Regions from separate parts of the Gossypium hirsutum genome. Here region 2 is linked to region 1. The links are chromatin contacts, called in public Hi-C maps. All regions are on one chromosome and are shown on one strand. The core of a region is the stretch at or near the end of the contact, and the rest is flanking DNA. Distances in the headings are between cores, read along the strand shown. Region 1 holds the start of LOC107904809 (putative disease resistance protein At3g14460). Region 2 holds the start of LOC107904797 (DNA-directed RNA polymerase V subunit 7).

Evidence for each region. A called contact is a pair of places that touch in the nucleus more often than the background predicts.
Region 2: a contact with region 1 is called in a Hi-C map of leaf, with 2.0 times the contacts expected there. The contact joins the promoter of LOC107904797 here to the promoter of LOC107904809 in region 1. A contact is called at or near these places in 3 of 34 Hi-C or Micro-C datasets (leaf and seedling).

What each region holds. Positions count from the first base shown.
Region 1 is chrD05:28,686,645-28,692,757 of Gossypium_hirsutum_v2.1, reverse strand. It overlaps LOC107904809 (putative disease resistance protein At3g14460), which reads left to right and starts at 3,047. Exons shown (of 2, transcript XM_041094608.1): 1 at 3,047-6,113. The coding sequence starts at 3,115.
Region 2 is chrD05:29,027,385-29,033,497 of Gossypium_hirsutum_v2.1, reverse strand. It overlaps LOC107904797 (DNA-directed RNA polymerase V subunit 7), which reads left to right and starts at 3,300. Exons shown (of 2, transcript XM_016831286.2): 1 at 3,300-3,455; 2 at 4,779-5,629. The coding sequence starts at 4,780. The coding sequence ends at 5,310. It overlaps LOC107904796 (protein unc-13 homolog), which reads left to right. Exons shown (of 26, transcript XM_016831283.2): 23 at 19-96; 24 at 178-273; 25 at 586-681; 26 at 1,186-1,643. The coding sequence ends at 1,335.

The sequences.
Region 1 (6,113 bases), core at 1,798-4,297:
CCACATTAAAGTGGTAGTACCATTCTTTATGGTTCTATTAATGAAAAATAATGATATTTCTCTTGTACTTATACAAATGGCGCCTTTCTATATGGCTCCTTTAGAAAAATTGATTTTTTTTAATTTGACTGGCTGACATGGCATGTTGGTGGTATCAATCTCTTTGGTTTTACCAACTTTCACCATTCATTTTAGGTCATTTATGTACATAATAAAAAAAAGTGAATTATTTTTGTAATTATTTCAAAATTTTAGAATGATTTTTATAAAAAAGCTTCTAAGCAGTGTTTGATGGCGGAGGTTTAATGGGGGTATCAGTTTTGGGTAGAAGGGCAATAGTGGCTATGATGACTCATGGAGAAAAAAAAGAGAAATAGCGAAGAAAAGAAGGAAAGACTTTGTCTTGGGTGGCTTTGGACAGTGGGTTATCGTCGAAGCGTGGCCTGATGACGGCATTTCAAGACCGACGGCGACGGTGAATAGGCGACCAAGATTTGATGCTTGGGAGATTGATTTTTCTTTTTGCTCTTGAGGATGAAGAAAATAAGTGAAATAAAAAAAAAGATTTTATTAAGTTTGGTATAAATTATAAAAATTATTTATTAATTATAAAATTACCGAGTGAAAGAAAAAGAAGTTGGAATTCCACGTGGGATTTCCATTAACTTTTATTGGGAAAGATGATCAAAATGAAAAGAGATACAAACCACTCTTCCTAAAATGATACTTATGAAAATTAGGTGATTACATGTGTAGTTTACCCTATTGTTAATTAACGAGAGTTAGATAGTATATTTAATAAATTTGATAAATTTTCATAAGTTTAATTCTAATTATTTAATATTATTTTTATTTAATAAATATAATTAATATAATTTTTTAATAAAATTTAAGGTTTTCTTGAAATAATATAGCTTAGTATCTCTTTTGGCCCTTTTATTATAGATAAATCATCACTTTAGTACTTATACTATTTTTTATTAGTTTGGCTCTTATACTTTATTCTTGTTATCAGTTTAAGCCCTGTACTTTAATTTTGTAATCTATGTTATCCCAACCCAAATTTTTAAAAAAAAAAATTAAACTAACCATTGACCGCCATGTAGAAGAAAAAGTGAAAAATTCACTTGAATTTTTTTAAAAATATAACAAAACTAAAAAAAATCATTAGAAATCCAAAAAAAAAAACCTACCTAAAAAAGTCCAAAAACAAAATTATAAAAAATAAAAAAAATCATAATCTATTTTTGAAAATTATAAAAAGTTAAAATTACATGTAAAACTTTTTAAAAAATTAGAAATTTCCATAAAGTTTAAACAAATGGTTTATTTGAAATTCTAAATTTTTTCAGAATTTTTTAAAGAATTTTATGTTATTTTTTACTAAAAAAACTCGAAATTTCTTAAAAATATATAAAAGAAATTCTTAAAACTTTTAAAAGTTTTCATAAAATTCTAAAATTTTTTAAAATCCATAAATTCCAAACAAACAAAATTTTAAAATGTTATGAAATCTGTTTTTTGTTTTTTTTTTGTTTTTGCATACTTATAATTTTTATAATTTTCAAAAATAAATTAAAGTTTTTTTAGTTTTTATAATTTTCTAAAAAAAATTGGACTTTTATAATTTTTATTTTTAATAATTTGAATTTTCTGTTATTAATTTTTAAGTAATTTTTTTGACACATTATGGTTGGTTTAATTTTTTTAACGAAAAATCAAATTAGAGTAATGGGATATACAAAATAAAAACACACGAGTCAAATTGATGAAAATAGACCAGTGCCAAAATGAAGAAGTATTAAGTGAAATAATATTTAACTAAAATTCATTATTTTCATTTCACTTAAGAATATAATTAAAATTTGAGACATAAGACTTTTATAGATAATTAATTTAGTACTTTATGAATATTGTTGTTATATATGAAAATGTGGTATAAAAGGTAACAATAAAACATAAAAATTAGTTCTACAATAAATTTAGTTGTTATAGTAAAATGTTATAATATAGGGTTAGTTGTACATATTCACTTAATCTTTGAATAAAATCATGAGATTGTACTATTTATAATCGTTCATATCACCGGTTTTCAGTTTAATCGTTTTGGTCAATTTAACTACTGAATTGGCTAGTCTAAATATTAAAATAAATAAAATTTTAAAAAATAAGTAAAATATGGGAAAATTTTAAAAAATAAAAATAAAATAATAGAAATGGGAAAAACCAATTGGAAATGGATACAATAAATAGCCCCATCTCTCCCATAAAAAAATAAGCACATAAAGCCATAAAGGAGAAGTCAAAATACATTAGCAAACAGCTTAACTTTGTTAACATTTTACAACGCAAACAAACAAACAAAAAGTTGGTTAAAAATAAAACGGCAGCAACTGCCTCACCTGAGCTAGACGCCGGCAGCGGCAGTTGGAGGCGACGGTGGCGACTTCCGAGCTTCAAGGCAGCAGATATAACAGCAGCTAGAAAGGGGCAACACCATAGCACAGCCCCTTATTTTATGCCTACAATATGATGCTCTTATCACTAGGCTAAGGCTAAAAGGTTGCTGACATTACAATGCCTTTTTTAATTACATAATGATCAAGTGAGTAACTTTTTTTATTTTAAAATGTTACATCAATAAAATTAACTAAAAGAAATTTAAAACATTAATAATTGGACCTAATTTTAAAAAAATAAAAAGAATTAAATTTTAAATTTGTTAAAAACAAAAAGATGGATCATACAATGTTTAAGCCTGGACCCCATCAAATTGACTTGTGTATTGGGCGTAGGATATGACATTGGTGTCACCAGAGAAAAATTGCTTAAAAGTAACAAAATGTTACTATCGAATTGGTTTGAAATTATTTGGTCATTCATTACTACGCGGAAGCATCCTCATCCCTAAAGTCAACACAGTTTTGATTCTTTGACAATTTTTACCCTTGCTTTCAAACACTGGGGGTCCATCCATCCATATTTGTATTATAGAAAACTCAAAAGAAAATGACAGAATTTCTAGCTGTCTTAAGTCCCTTCACACTTTTAATCCAACCCCTTACTGTTGAATTATCAATCAATTCCCATCTCAGTGCTGCTCAAGGTTGAGCCATGTACTTCTCTGGAGAAATTGCCATATCCTCTTTCTTTGAGGCCTTGTTTGCCAACTTAACCTCTCCTGATACCCTCCACTTCGCCACTGAAAAAGAGGTTCAAAAGGAACTTAACAAGCTGGAGACAGTACTGAGGACTGTCCATGCAGTGCTTGCTGATGCAGAGGAGAAGCAATTGAAGGACCAGCATGTGAAGATGTGGTTGTCCAAGCTCCGAGACTTGGCTTTTGATGTCGACGACATCTTGGACGAGTTTGCTACAGAAGCTCTTCGTAACAAGTTAACGAAAGATCAACAAGCGCACCGAAGTAAGGTAAGGAAGATCATTCATAGCTTCACTGCAAGTTTTGGTCCGAATGCTTTCTTGTTTAGATATAAGATGATGAACAAGACTAAAGCCATTAGTTCTAGATTGGATGATTTGGTCACTTGGAAAAATGAGTTGCAATTAAGAGAGTTCGATGTTGGTAGGCCTAAGAGAGTTGAAAGACCACCAACAAGTTCTTTGGTGAATGAAGCTCTTGTTTATGGTAGAGAATATGATAAAAATGTAGTGATTGATTTGCTTTTAATGGATGGTGATACTGATGTTCAAGTTTCTGTCGTCCCCATTGTTGGCATTGGAGGAATTGGTAAGACAACTCTTGCTCAACTAGTTTACAATGATAATAGGGTCCAAGATCTTTTCGACGTCAAAGCATGGGTGTGTGTTTCTGAAGATTTCAATATCGTTAGGATAACAAAATCGATTTTGCAGTCGGTCACTTGTGATGCATCTTGCAATGATGTAAATAATCTGAATTTGCTTCAAGTCAAATTGAAGGAGAAGCTGTCCAAAAAGAAATTTCTGCTTGTTTTGGATGATATTTGGAATATGAGTTACAATGATTGGACCATCCTTCGATCTCCTTTCGAAGTAGGGGATTCGAGAAGCAAGATTCTTATGACAACGCGAAACCAGAACGTCTCATCAGTTATGAAAACGGTTCCGGATTACTCACTGAAAGAACTGTCAAATGATGATTGTTTGTTCATTTTAGCTCAACATTCCATAGGAGCCAAAGATTTCAGTGGTCATTTGGACTTGAAAGAACTTGGAGAACAGATTGTGAAGGAGTGTAAAGGCTTGCCCTTAGCAGCTAAAACAATTGGAGGCCTGCTTCGAACTCGTGTTGATCCAGATGCATGGAAAGATGTATTGGAGAATGAGATATGGAATTCATCAGAAGAGCAAAGTGGCATAATTCCAGCTCTAAGGCTGAGCTACTATCACCTTCCACAACATCTAAAACAATGTTTTTCGTATTGCTCAATTATCCCTAAAGACTATGAGTTTGGAGAGGAGGAAGTAGTGCTGTTATGGATGGCAGAAGGAATGTTGCAACAAGTAAACACTAAAAGGCTGCAAATCAAAAAACTAGGTAGCATGTACTTTCAAGATCTTGTGTCAAGGTCTTTCTTTCAAAGATGTAGCAGGAATAAATCTCAGTTCATGATGCATGACCTCATCAATGATCTAGCTCGATCGGTTGCAGGAGACATATGCTTTAGACTAGAGGGTGATGAGAAAATTTTGAGCTGTGCTCGATACTCATCCTTCGTCGGAAGTAGGTATAATGGATTCAAAAGGTTCCATACAGTCGGTGATGCAGAGCATTTACGAACATTTATGTCATTTATGTTGCCAAATGATGGAGACTGCTACCTATCTAACAGTGTTCTTATCGATTTGTTGCCGAGATTGAGACGCTTAAGAGTGCTTTCTCTCGAAGGGTACTACCTCACCAAGCTACCAGATTCAATTGGTGATCTGACACATATCCGCTACCTTAACTTCTCTTACACAAAAATCAAAAGCCTCCCTGAATCTATATGTACACTCTTTAACTTACAGACATTGTTGTTGAGAGGCTGCGATCGCCTTAAACACTTACCATCTGATTTGAGACTTTTAGCCAATCTACAGCATCTTGATATTACTGATGCAAATTCAATTGAACGGATGCCGTTTGGAATCGGTGAATTGATTGGTCTCCAGTCATTGTCCAACTTTGTTATAGGCCAAGGTGTTGGATATCAGATAAGGGAGCTGAAGAATTTATCTTATCTCAAAGGTCAACTTTCTATCTCAGGATTGGAACATCTTGTCAATGCTCAAGATGCAACGGAGGCTATGTTGTTCAGTAAGTTCAGCCTTGATGATCTAGAATTGAAGTGGAGTGCGGACGTGAAAGGTGATTTACAAAACGCAGGAGTCGAAAAAGAAGTGTTGGGCTTACTTCAACCGCATAAGAAACTTAAGAAACTCTCCATCAAGTGTTATGGTGGTCAGACATTCCCAACATGGGTCGGAGATTGTTCATTAAAAAATTTAATGTTCTTAGAGTTTGAACATTGCCACAAGTGTACTTCATTACCAGCACTTGGACAACTGCCGTTTTTGAAGGCCCTTTATGTCAAAGGAATGGATTATGTCAATAAGATAGGTGTTGAGTTCTATGGAGAAAATTGCTCAAATGCATTTCCGGCATTAGAGATTCTTCGTTTCGAAGAAATGCCAGAGTTGAAGGAGTGGAATACATACCAAGCCGATGAGAAAACCGGAAACTTCAATTGCCTCCGTGATCTCTCTGTCAAGAAATGCCCCAAACTGTTGGGAAGCTTACCAAACTATCTTCCTTGCTTGGAAAAGCTTGTGATCCATGACTGTCAACTATTGGAAGTTTCAGTTCCAAAGCATTCCAGGTTGTATGAAATAGAAATTGTTGGCTGCAAAAGAGTGAGACATGATGGCTCTCTTGACCTTTGCTCAATCAAGAAGGCCACTCTCTCAAATATCACATGGTTTTCTTGTTTAAAAGGGTTGATGTTAGGCTTATCACAAACCGAGTTTCTTCGGGTCGGTGGTTGTAGAGAGCTTCCTTCCTTGTGCCACAATGGAGCAGGATGGTTAGCACAATCAAGTTTCCTCCGGAATTTGGAAATCTTGAACTGTTC
Region 2 (6,113 bases), core at 2,051-4,550, 340 kb before region 1:
TCGCTGAAACTTCTGCAGGAACTAAACCAACTATGTGATATTATTGTGGAGCCACTTAGGGATCGGGTAGTGACAAGTCTTCTTCAAGCATCACTGGTCTTTCCCGAAGCCTGCTTCTTCCCAAAAAATCTTAACTGCTCCTTGAATTTCTATTTATCGAAATGGTTTCTTTTTTAGGAAGGCTTGCTCAGGGTTTTGTTAGACGGAGGCCCGTCACGAGTTTTCTACCCAACTGATGCGAAGCTATTGGAAGAGGATCTGGAGATCTTAAAGGTGATCATCAGACTGGCTGCTTAAATCAAATTAACAATGTTATGGTGATGTGATTTTAATGATATTGAACATAGATTTTGCAGTATTAGAAGTTTGTATATTTTTCTCCCCTGATTTGAGTGCCTTTTTTTGTTTAGAAAAACTTAGACCTTTAGATGAACCATTTTTATGTTGGCAATAAAATCATTCCTTCACAATAATTTTGGCGAAAGGTGCTATAAACTGATTGGACTTGCTGCTTCAATTTCATTTTCTATTGTGTGCAATTTGACACAATTTGACACTGATCTATTCACATTAATGTTTACTTAGGAATTCTTTATTTCTGGAGGTGACGGACTTCCTCGAGGAGTCGTTGAAAATCAAGTTGCTCGTGTTCGGCTTGTTGTAAAGTTGCACGGATTGGAGGTAAGATATGCTGCCTTTGACTATTATTGTCTCAAATCTCCCTTTTCAAAATGGTGGGAGGTACATTTGCTACTAGCTATCTTAATATCGGGTGAGTGCCTGATACGAGCATGTATCCCATACGAGTATGTTTTACTTTTTTGAAGTCATTCCATGTGTTTGGATGGTCTTTGGAGGGTTATATTTCCCATATTCATGTCCAATATCCATTGAGCACAGATGTCGGACCAGGATCTTTAAAGAAAAATGAAAAAAGTTAGAAACATAGGCTACCAGTGCTATGGTGAAAGATTAAGAAAATGAGAAATTCTTACCTGGTAGTTTAATAACAAATAAAAATATTCTGACCATAGTGACTACATTTATCTCCTGTTTCAGTGTTTATTTATTTTTAATCCAGTTCTTTTTCCTGCAAAGGACTATCTTTTAGATTTTCTGCAAACGAGTATTTTTCAAATTTATCGGAGATATGATGTTAATTTTTTTGGACTTAATCATTTGCAGACTCGAGAATTGGTGGAGGACTTGAGATCTTCAAGTGGCAAACTAGGTGCTGATAACCAGACTCTACTGAGAATATTATGCCACAGGGCTGATTCAGAGGCATCCCAGTTTGTCAAGAAGCAGTATAAGATACCCAAGTCTTCTGCATAGGCTGTAGTTCGACCCAGAATCGGCTTGAAGTAGGAGAAAGCGTTGACTTGAAATCCAGCTTGACGTAGGAGAAAATGGCAAATATGCATCAGCCCGTTTGTGTGAATATAAGTTCATCACTCCCTTGTAAGAGAAAACAACTGGATTTGCTTTCATCCTTCTTTATGGCATCTTTAAATCACTCTGTTCTCTTTGTATGTTTACATAATCACATTTGAGTTGTGTATATGAGATGGAAACCATACCATGGCCAAGTACAGCTGTTTTGAGCCTTTGGTGCTATGTTACCTGGCTTTCATTTTTCCTAAGATACTCGCCATACATTCAAACTTGAGTTTGAGATTTTAAGCTTTCAAATATATACATTTTTTTTAAAAAAAAAAAGGGAAAAAAATTGCATACTCGGACCGACTCATTTGTATTCGACATTTATGGATTTGGAACGAGTTAAAAGAGCTCTGGTAAGTAGCATGTGGCTTCCTCACTAGAATTTTGGCCCACTTTGATATTTACTTTTTTTTTTTTTAGTTTATTTTGATACTTTGGTATTTGGATCTATTTTGATTACTAAATTTGAAATTTGAAAGTGTAAAAGTTTGATAACGTGGCACTTTGAAATTGTGTTATGTCATTAGATTCAATTTTTTTAAGTAATGATATGACATAATTTTAAAGTGTTACATTATTAAATTTTTATATATATTTTAAATATTTTAGGGATTAAGTGAACGTAATTGGCAACTTTAATTACTAAAGTTAATATATATACTAAAATGGATCTAATTATTAAGTTTAGGGATCAAAATTATATTAATCTTTATGTTGAGCTTGCGAATAAAGTAGAATGCTAATAAATGATTTAGATTATGGTTACGGATGTAATCTTTTATTTCTAATAAATGATTTAGATTATGGTTATGGATGTAATCTTTTATGTAAGGTATATAATGAATACTATTATGATAGTTATGATGTTTATCAGAATGTTTTATTTGATTAGAAGTTGATAAATGTAATCACTAAAAAACTCGAGCAAAACTTGAATTTAAATTTAAATTCAAGTTTTGTTTCTAGAGCTTAAACTCTATTTCAGTTAAAAATTCAACTTGGGTCTTACTTTTTACCTAATAAAAAATAACTTAATTTTCATATTTAAACTATTTATATTTAAAGTTTAGGTTTAATACTAATTAAAAATAAAAGTATATTATAATTAAAAAAAATTATTAGGCTTGTACATAATTTGAATAAAGTATTAAGCTTTAGTAGACTTTGCACAAATCTCTTGATTATACTCTTTTAAATATGATAGGCATGATGAAAAAGACAACTATAAATTATTCACAGTATTTTATTTGTTATGTAATATCTAAATCGTCAAATTCTTTGAAATATTATCAAATTCATATTTACAACCAAAGTGATGCTTTATGTAATGCATGTGACACTTCCCATCGTTTCTATAAATAAATTCGCGATTGCAATTTAGACTTTACCCTTCTTTCTATCTTAGAGCTTTTAACTTAAAAATATTAGCTCCACATAAATTATTTAAATCATTGCTTGGCAATGTAGATAAAAAATTATAGGGAATTTCTTTTCGTCAAATCATAGATGGATTTGTTGAGGAATCAGATTGGCATTCCCAAGAAGCTCCAATGGTATCATATACCCAACAATAATATAGGTCAGGGATTTAAATCTCATCAAGAATAAAACGTTTACGTCACCTCTTGAGTACACCCTCATTGCTTTTTGATGGGTAACTATACGTCTACGTATAGTAGGGTTGAATCAAGAATAAACTGATTGAATTATAATTCTAACTTGAATTTTCAAAGGAAAAAGCAAAAAGCTTTAAATCGATATAAAACAAAAAAATTAGGGACTAAAAAGAAAAAAAAAGAGAGAAATACAGTAGACCGGAATTTGTGACATTCTTTTAAAAATAGGCCCATGTCCAAGGTCCATTATCGTTTTTACAAATTAAACCCAATTTTAGAGTGTTAGGGCAGGGAAGATCATTTTTCCTTTTCTTTCTACTCTTAACTCCACAGCAGACAGGTCGTTACCAGTTTCACTCTTTAGCAGCTCGCACTCTTTCGTTGTTTATTGTACAGGTTAGTTTTGCTTCACCTCTAATCTGCAATTTTTGTTATAACCTCATCCACTTACCTTGTCTTGCTCTGAATCTTTTGTTCTCCTAATTTTGATTCTTTTTAAAGTATTTCATTTTTAGTTCAAGATATGTGATTTCCATTGGGCTTTTCTTTGACTGATTCTATTGCATGTTCGATTGAACAGATGAAAAGTTTTTCAAGGTGGTTCTCTTCTTGTTCTTTGATTGTTTTCCGAATTGCTTGTGATTTCGACTAGTTGAGTTCTCTTCATTTGCGTTTCTTGAATTTTTTTTAATGATAAAATTGTGGGTTTTAATATTAAGAGGATGTTAACATGGAGTTTATGTTTTGGTTTCTGTATTGAATTAAGTTGATGTTTTTCTTTAGAGAAGATTGGTTAGTTGGGTGAGAGTCTATATTCAGGATTTAATCACGAATTCTGCCTGGTAGTATGTGTGGATGCGGATCTGAGAATTGCCTTCGTTTGTGTTTATGGATTATCACTATTGTTGTTGTTTAATCGGGCATGTAATGTAATGATGATAGTTTAGATCAATGTTACTTGGACTCGAGTGTGATAGCCGGATATGGTACGTGTCCAACGCGGTATGTTCAAATATTTCATGCATTTGGAGGACCATTGGAGGTTCAGAACCCCACACCCATATATGCATGATATATTCACTTTTTTTTTTCTTATTTTTTCCCTTACATTTGGAGGATCATTTGAGGTTATGATCCCATACCCTTGTTCAGATGTATGGCAAACATGGATAATTCACACACACAAAAAAAGAGATGAGTCAGAGCGACATAGGTATAACACATCTGGGAGTTTGTTAATCATACACATTCGTTTGGAACTACTTTGCTTTTAAAAGGGTTTCCCTTGTTTGTGAAGAAATTCAATGGTAATGTTTCGATTTGTCAATGACTATGAAAATTTAGTTATGAGTTGTGGCTCATTGAGCCTACTGAATCTGCTCACCTTGTTTTGTTTAGAAAATTTCAATTTCTTGTGAAGGAAATGGCATGGTTTTCCATTAATACTCTCTGTTTTCTGTTGCTTCATGTTTGATTATTGGTTTGGTGTTATCAGTGTTTATGGAATTGAGAATTAGTGATCATGTGAAACGGGCATTGTTGGGTTTATTCATTACAATTGGGTAATGTTTTAAGTGGTTGAAAACTAAGTTGTAGGTGAACCTTTTTCGGTTTTTGAATTCTTCAAGATTGGTATACCATTTTTTGGCTCTTAAGGACATTAATTTCATCGTGAGTTTCATTTTTTTTTGTTTTTGTTTTTAATGTTGTTTTCTGCAGAATGTTTCTCAAGGTGCAGATGCCCTGGAATGTCATAATTCCTGCTGACAGCTTGGATGCCAAAGGCTTGATGCTCAAAAAGGCAATAGTGATCCGCCTTATGGATGAATTTGCTTGCAAGAAGGCCACCAAGGATCGCGGATATTTCATGGCTGTAACAACCCTAGAGAGCATTGGCGAGGGCAGAGTTAGACAGAACACAGGGGATGTGCTTTTCCCTGTTGTCTTCAGCGGAATTACATTCAAGATGTACAGAGGAGAGATTCTGCAAGGGGTTGTACATAAGATACTAAAACATGGAGTGTTTTTGAGGTGTGGACCAGTCCAAAACATATATTTGTCTCACATAAAAATGCCTGACTACCACTATGTGCCCGGGGAGAATGGTATATTTATGAACGACAAACACTCAAAGATTGATAAAGATGTGATCGTTAGATTTATTGTGATTGGGACCAAATGGATGGAGGCCGAGAGGGAATTTCAGGCGTTGGTGAGTTTGGAAGGTGACTACTTAGGACCAGTTTCCTGAATATATGACTTTGGTCAACCTATGTACGTATTAGGAACATGTAGTTTTTGCGACTAGGGCTAACTTATGATGTTAACTTGGTTTTATAGCTTTTGTAAAACTCCTCGCTTATAGGTGATGGAAGTGATGGTATATTTGCAATATTCATAAATTTAGTGTTCCATTGTTCAGCCTCCTTCCTAATACCTTGGATCAATGGTTGAAGGATCGTGTCTGTGTCAAAACTTTTCTTCACTAGCTTCGCATATAAGAGGAGCTCTGTAATTGTGAAGTGTGTTGCAAGGTATTGCAATTGTGCAGTTAGCAACCTGTTGAATTATACCATGTTATGCCGTCGCATATTAACTGTTTCCCTAGATATGAAATGAAAGCAACACAATTATGGTATGCTGGTTCAAACACATTCTGCTCCGGCTGTTTGTCCAAGTTGATTTGCCTTAAATCTCCTTCCCAAGCTCGCCCACCCAAGCAGCCTTATACATCACATGCATCTATCTCAGGCCCTTGTGCCATAATTGGGTTTGTAGCTCATCTAACAATCATTCAAAGAATGAAGTTTCCAATGTCGTCGCGATTGACGAGTAATAAAAAAGATGAGTGTTTCTTCCTGGTTTTCCCTCAAGTATCAACTCCATACCCAAAGCTATTTCTGAATGTTCACAATGTTTGACAGCCTACTTATATTCCACCTTTTATTATTACACTCAAACCTGTAGCATTACTAATCTTATTCGCAACTGTCTTGACCCATTCTCTTAGGCGCCCATCTGACATCAGAACAGCCAATTGGTGCCATATCTACA